2 separate regions of the Gossypium hirsutum genome follow, and region 1 is linked to region 2. Evidence: chromatin contacts called from public Hi-C data. All regions are on one chromosome and are shown on one strand. The core of a region is the stretch at or near the end of the contact, and the rest is flanking DNA. Distances in the headings are between cores, read along the strand shown.

Evidence for each region. Hi-C and Micro-C count contacts between places; a contact is called where the count stands out from the background.
Region 1: a Hi-C map of petal shows a contact between it and region 2, with 2.1 times the contacts expected there. The contact joins the promoter of LOC107930521 here to the promoter of LOC107930453 in region 2. A contact is called at or near these places in 3 of 34 Hi-C or Micro-C datasets (callus, leaf and petal).

The regions. Positions count from the first base shown.
Region 1 is chrA08:4,589,232-4,592,338 of Gossypium_hirsutum_v2.1, reverse strand. LOC107930521 (WD repeat domain-containing protein 83) reads right to left here and starts at 1,405. Exons shown (of 2, transcript XM_041075680.1): 1 at 1,258-1,405; 2 at 1-796. The coding sequence starts at 773. It overlaps LOC107930507 (EVI5-like protein), which reads right to left. Exons shown (of 9, transcript XM_016862175.2): 9 at 2,631-2,999. The coding sequence ends at 2,928.
Region 2 is chrA08:4,428,926-4,431,807 of Gossypium_hirsutum_v2.1, reverse strand. LOC107930453 (60S acidic ribosomal protein P1) reads right to left here and starts at 1,468. Exons shown (of 4, transcript XM_016862126.2): 1 at 1,292-1,468; 2 at 1,121-1,201; 3 at 766-984; 4 at 444-676. The coding sequence starts at 1,192. The coding sequence ends at 623.

The DNA.
Region 1 (3,107 bases), core at 156-2,655, 160 kb before region 2:
ACTAAATCCCAGAAGAAAATCGAGCCATCCTCAGAGCCACAAGTTACATGCGCATCACTGTTGGTTAGGCAGCAATCCATTTTGTAGGACTTGCAAGCATGTCCTTTATATTCTTGCAATAGTTCACCTGTGGACCTATCTAAAAGTCGTAAAGTTGAATCCAAGCAATTAGCTAATATGCAGTTATTGTCATTTGACAATGAGATACAGTTGACAGGTTGCCCTAAGTCATCTGATATTTCTCGACCGATACGAATATCAAATGTTCGAACAGTTCCATCAACACTCCCACCAATAATTTCGGTCTTGGTTAAACAAACAGACATAACAGTGTCCGAAAATGAGTCAATTATCTGTATGGGTTCAGTGCTGTGAGACCTACAGTCCCAAGCACGCAACGATCTATCATAACCGGTAGATACTACCACAGATGCATACTCATTAAACTTCACCGCGTTTACCTCGCCGTCATGGCCACGAAACTTGCGAATAACACGACCGGTGGAAACATCCCAATAGAAAATCTGTCGGTCTCCACCACAAGAACACAGCTTAGAGTTATCCAGGGTGACATGGACGTCGCGTACTTCGCGGCCGTGAGATTTGTAGGTTTTGATGTGGATGCCACGGTGGGGGTTCCAAAGACGGATGGTGCGGTCTTTGCCGCAGCTGAGGCAATAATTGCCATCGCTGTTGAATCTGGCTGCTAAAACCGCACCTTCGTGGCCTTTTAGGACATTGGCTTCTTTCCTTGGCAGCTCCGATGTGCTCATTTTTCTCTCTTCTTTTTCCCTTTCTACAAATTCCATAACCATAAAACTAGTTAGGTTTTTTTTTATTATTCTATAGTGAGATTTCTGATTTGGGTATTAGGGTTTTGGCCAGTTCTAGGGTTTAGCCTAACATAAATGGTGAAGCTTTAGCCATGGGATATCAGTTCTAGGCACTGTCTAGTAATCTTGCAAATTTGTTTAACAATGTCTAAATTTGATTGGTTTACGGAACCATTCAACTGTTCTTCACATTGCTTTTGATTCTCTACAAGTTCCTTAACCATAAAACTAGTTAGTTTTTTCTATTCTATAGTGAGATTTCTGATTTGGGTATTAGGGTTTTGGCCCGTTCTAGGATTTAGCCTAAGGAAATTTAGGATAAACGACGAAGCTTTAGCCATGAGATATCAGCTTTATTATCTAATTTCATCAACAATAGAGTAATTAAGCTCAAAAACTGAAAATAAAATGGATTAAAACTTACTGAGAAATGAGATTCGGAATTCCTTGGAACTCTAATTGAATTACTTTGTGAAGATTGAGATTGCAGCAGCTCTTACCTTTCTCGTTATTATAAAGACGCTAAGCAGATTTTCTTTTCTAAAACATAAAAGGGAAGGACCATTAGGATAAATTTTACTTATTAAGAAGGGTAAGCTATTCTTACACGATCACTTAATTTTTTAAAAATTACAAAATATTTATTAAATTATCCGAAAATTTTTATTTAAATTATTAAACTATTAAAATTTTTTATTTAAGTTATTTAATTATTAAATTTATTTTAAAAAAAGCTTCGACTAACGAGTTATAAGTGACAATTCGACGATTATTATAGTAGATCAATACCCATCGACGAGTAAAAAATATAATTTAGATTCAAGTCAATTTAACGGTCAATGTCAAATATCGGATAAGAAAATTATTTTTTTTAATTTTAATTTAGTTGAAGTTAAGTTCGTTTAAATTTTTTTATATATTTTTTCTTGATTTCCTATTTATGTTAATTTTTTTCATCTTTACATAATATAACTATATAAGTACCTAAATCTAAAAATATTAATTTTTTAAAAAGCTTTTTATAATATGATATTTTTAAATATATTTTATATATTAAAATCACCAAAAAGATATTAAACTAATTTATTATAAAACGTGGCATATTATAAGTTAGTATGTTGATATTTAAAACAATTAGTATAATGAATTTGAAATTTAACCTAAAAATACATTATAATTTTTATTATGTATAAACATAAATATAAATGTAGTCAATAAAATTTAAATAAAAAATTCAAGGAAAAAAAAAGGAATTTTTAGCCCTAGCCCATCCCGAATTAGCCTAAATTTTGTTGTTGTTGTTATTTTGTTGTCATTTTACTATTAATTACTATTATTTTGTTGTTATTATAACTCTTATTTTATTGTTCATTTCCCATTATTTTAGAAACATTTGCTTGCTAAACCAAGTTAAGCTCGAGTTTAACATTTTTAATCTAGACCGAGCTTGAGCAAAAATGTAAACCCATTTTCGGGCCAAGTCAAGATTGGGCTTAAAAAACAAGCCTAAAATTTTACATCACCCCAACCCAACCCATGATCAGGTCTAATTATAGTATGAGTACAATTGTATTTTTTAATTAGATCATTCTAAATCTTTATACTTTTTCAAATTTTGAAATTTCAAATTTAATGCAATTGATAGTCGTTAATTTCATTAAATAAAATTGAGTAATATGAAAACAACAAATTAACATGACATTACATATATATTTGTCACATCAGGAATTAACAAAATGGATTTAAAGGTTATATAGTTTGGTGAATGACTGAAATTTTAAAAATAAAGCAAGCATAGAAAAAAAAAAGATCAAATTATAATACATGAATTAAATCCACAATTTAAATACAAGAACTGATAGCAGAATTTAACTTTTTTCTTTTTACAATTTTATGCATATCATCTCATTAAAAAGAAAAAAAAAGAAGAAGAAAAGAACACCATGATTAAGTAACTAAATAGGTCTATAAAGAAGTCAGTATTTAGCATCATATGCTTCTTCTTATAACACAATATAAAAGCAAAAGAACAACTGAGAATAAGAATGTACAGGCAGAATGGTTGCTTAGATGGACAACCTTCAATGCACTTGTTTATGCTTCAATCTTCGGCTTTCTATTTTGCTTCTCGTACTCGATTTTCGATTCTCCTAAGCTCCGGGATACCTAATCACCATTCAAACATAAATATAAGAGTACTTAATGATTCAAACTCATTACTAGAAAACATTGATAAAAGTATCATGGAGGTCTCTGTACTAGGAGTCGGATTGC
Region 2 (2,882 bases), core at 219-2,718:
GACAACACAAATCAACAACCAACATTGTAATGACCTAGTGCAACATGATAAAACCATGCATGTTTAAGTAAATAGCCATTTCATCAAGAAGGAACTCAACAGTGAACTTTTTCAGACCCTATCTGTTTCAACAAAAGATAAAGTAGCAATGTGTTTCAAGACATTATCAACAAGCTTGGAAAAAATTGTATCCATAAGAGGCTGGATCAATTCTCTAAAGTAATGACACCAATCCATTAGCATAAATAGCCTAAGTTATCTAACACTCATGTTGACATAATCGAGTATGTATACGAAAGTACAATCCTTCAAATATATGAAGTAAGCATAGTCATACTAGACACTTATATCCAATACTCGGCTATTGATCAAAACAACAAACTAAACACAAAATCATGCATTACAATGGAATTAACCAAAAATCAATTCATCGCACATAACAATTGGCAAAAATTGGTCTAGAAGACTTTTATATATAGAAGATTCAAGCATACAACTCAAAAAGAAAGTTTTTACTCAAAAGCAGACAAATACTAATAATACCAAGAAACCTCAACAACTACTGTCACAGATTTAATGCATTAAAACAGCAATCAACCAAATCAAGCACTGAAAGGAACTTCTAATCAAACAAACTGAATCCCATATCGTCATCACTCTCTTCCTCTGGTTCTTCCTGCAAAATTACCCAAAAAAATAGTATAAGAGAACAAATGGCAACAAAAGAAATTCATCAATTTATCATTTGTAGTTTTCAGTCCAAACCTTCTTCTTTTCCTCAGCAGGAGGTGGAGCAGCGGCACCACCACCACCACCAGCAGCAACAGGTGCAGCTGCGGCAACTGGAGCACCAGCACCACCAGCACCAACATTGGTTATAAGATCCTCAATGTTGCACTTTTCGAAAAGCTTTGCAAACAAGCTTGGCCAATAAGATTCAACCGAGACATTTGCAGCTTTAACAATTGTTGCAATTTTCTCAGCCTATTAACAAAGTTAAAGAAAACTAACAAAAACCCATCTTCCCCGAAACTACGGCTAATTCATTCAATAACAAATAATCAAAATCACCAGATTTACCCCCTCTTTCTTTGTTCATTACAAAAAGCATAAAGGATACGGTGATGGGAATGCCATCATCATAGAGAATTAAAGCAGCGTAAGAACAAGCAGCTTCGCCAGCCGTAGACATCGTTTCAAACTGTTAACATTAAAATAAATACATAAAAGAGACTAAAACACAATCCATATAAAGATTAATATTAACATCGATACAATGGCAGATTGTTACCTGAGAGAAAAATCTGAGAAATAGGCAAAATCTGAGCAGCCGCTCTTCAAAGTTCTGAACAGACTGTTGCTAGGGTTTCATATTCGGCATTGAAAAAAGGATTTTAAAGAAAGAAAATAGAGTGAATTGGGCTTTAACGATTTCCGAGGCCTATATCTGAAATGAGGCCTCCAAACCATTTTTCTTTTTGCAATTAGATTTTTATGGTAAAAAGATCATTTTAGTCCTTCTCAATTTTTAAATTTAGAAAATTAGTCCCACTCAAAAAAAAATTAGAGCAATTTAGTGCCTGAAAATTTTGAAAGTGAGCAATCAAGGATAATTAATTATCACGGGCCGCGGTTCAAAGCCCATGACCAAAGCACAAAGGGTGTCTCATGGAGGTTTACATATTTAATAAGGCTCATTTGACCTACATGAACTGGTCCGATTCAAAAAACAAGAGACGAAGCCATCTACTTGAAGTCTTGGTGGCTCAACGAAGCACTTATGGAAAATTAGAGCTACATTGGTAAATAGGGAAAGTAATCTTGGAAGATTTGTAATCTGTTAATATTTGATTTTGTAATCTTAGGGATTGTGTAAATCCCTTAATTGTAGATATGCTTCGATCTCATTCATTGATATAAAGCTAGTTGTACTGTTGGATTTGAAAGAGCTCAACTATAAATAAAGGATTCCCCTCATTTTTAATTATCTGTTGTATTCTATTCTTTAGTAGTGAATACTAATTAAAAGTATCTACTTAAACACTTGGCGTGCTTTGCTTTTCTGTGGTTATTCTGTTCTTTCGAGCTTTCTTTTGTCTTTGTGTTGCTTCCGCTTTATAATTTAGTGCCTTGGAGAATTTCTAAAAGAATTCTCACTTTGTGAGAGTTAGGCTGACTTATGTGCATTTGAAGCAAAAAAATCGCCTAAGACTTCAAAGATTACAAGACAAAAGGTCTAGCCCTGTGACATAATCACAGTGTTAATATGTTTTGTCAATGGAAAATAATTTTGATTGGTTTAATAACAAATTTAGCCTTCAATGTTTATATATTTTGTTAATTTGGTCTTGATTCTAAAAAAATCAACAAATTTAGTCTAAACAGTTACACATTTACAAAAATATTCAAGGCTAAAATTGTTAAATCATGATCAAATTGATAGAATGTATAAATTATAAAAGCTAAATTTGTTATTATAAATAGTAAATTTTTGTGAATTTGATGAAAAAATTAATGTTGTGACTAATTATCCTTATTTGCTCACTTTTAAAATTAAAAAAAATTAAATTGCTACGATTTTTTAAAGAGACCAATTTGCTTAATATCAAAATTTAGAGAGATTGGAGAAAATTTTTTATTGATTTTTGACATATCAAAAGATTTTTTTCATTATTACTAAAAAATAATAAATATATTGTGAGTGGTTTTCTTATATGCAAATATTTTTTTAAGAGAATAACTTCAATTATTATTTTTAATTATTTTATCTTAGGTTATCCTAAAATTCAAAATCAACTAATAAGAATATGACATGTGGCACGTTGATCATTTTGATATTTTCTTAAGGTAAATTAAGATAAAAATAATAATTTAAAGTGAAC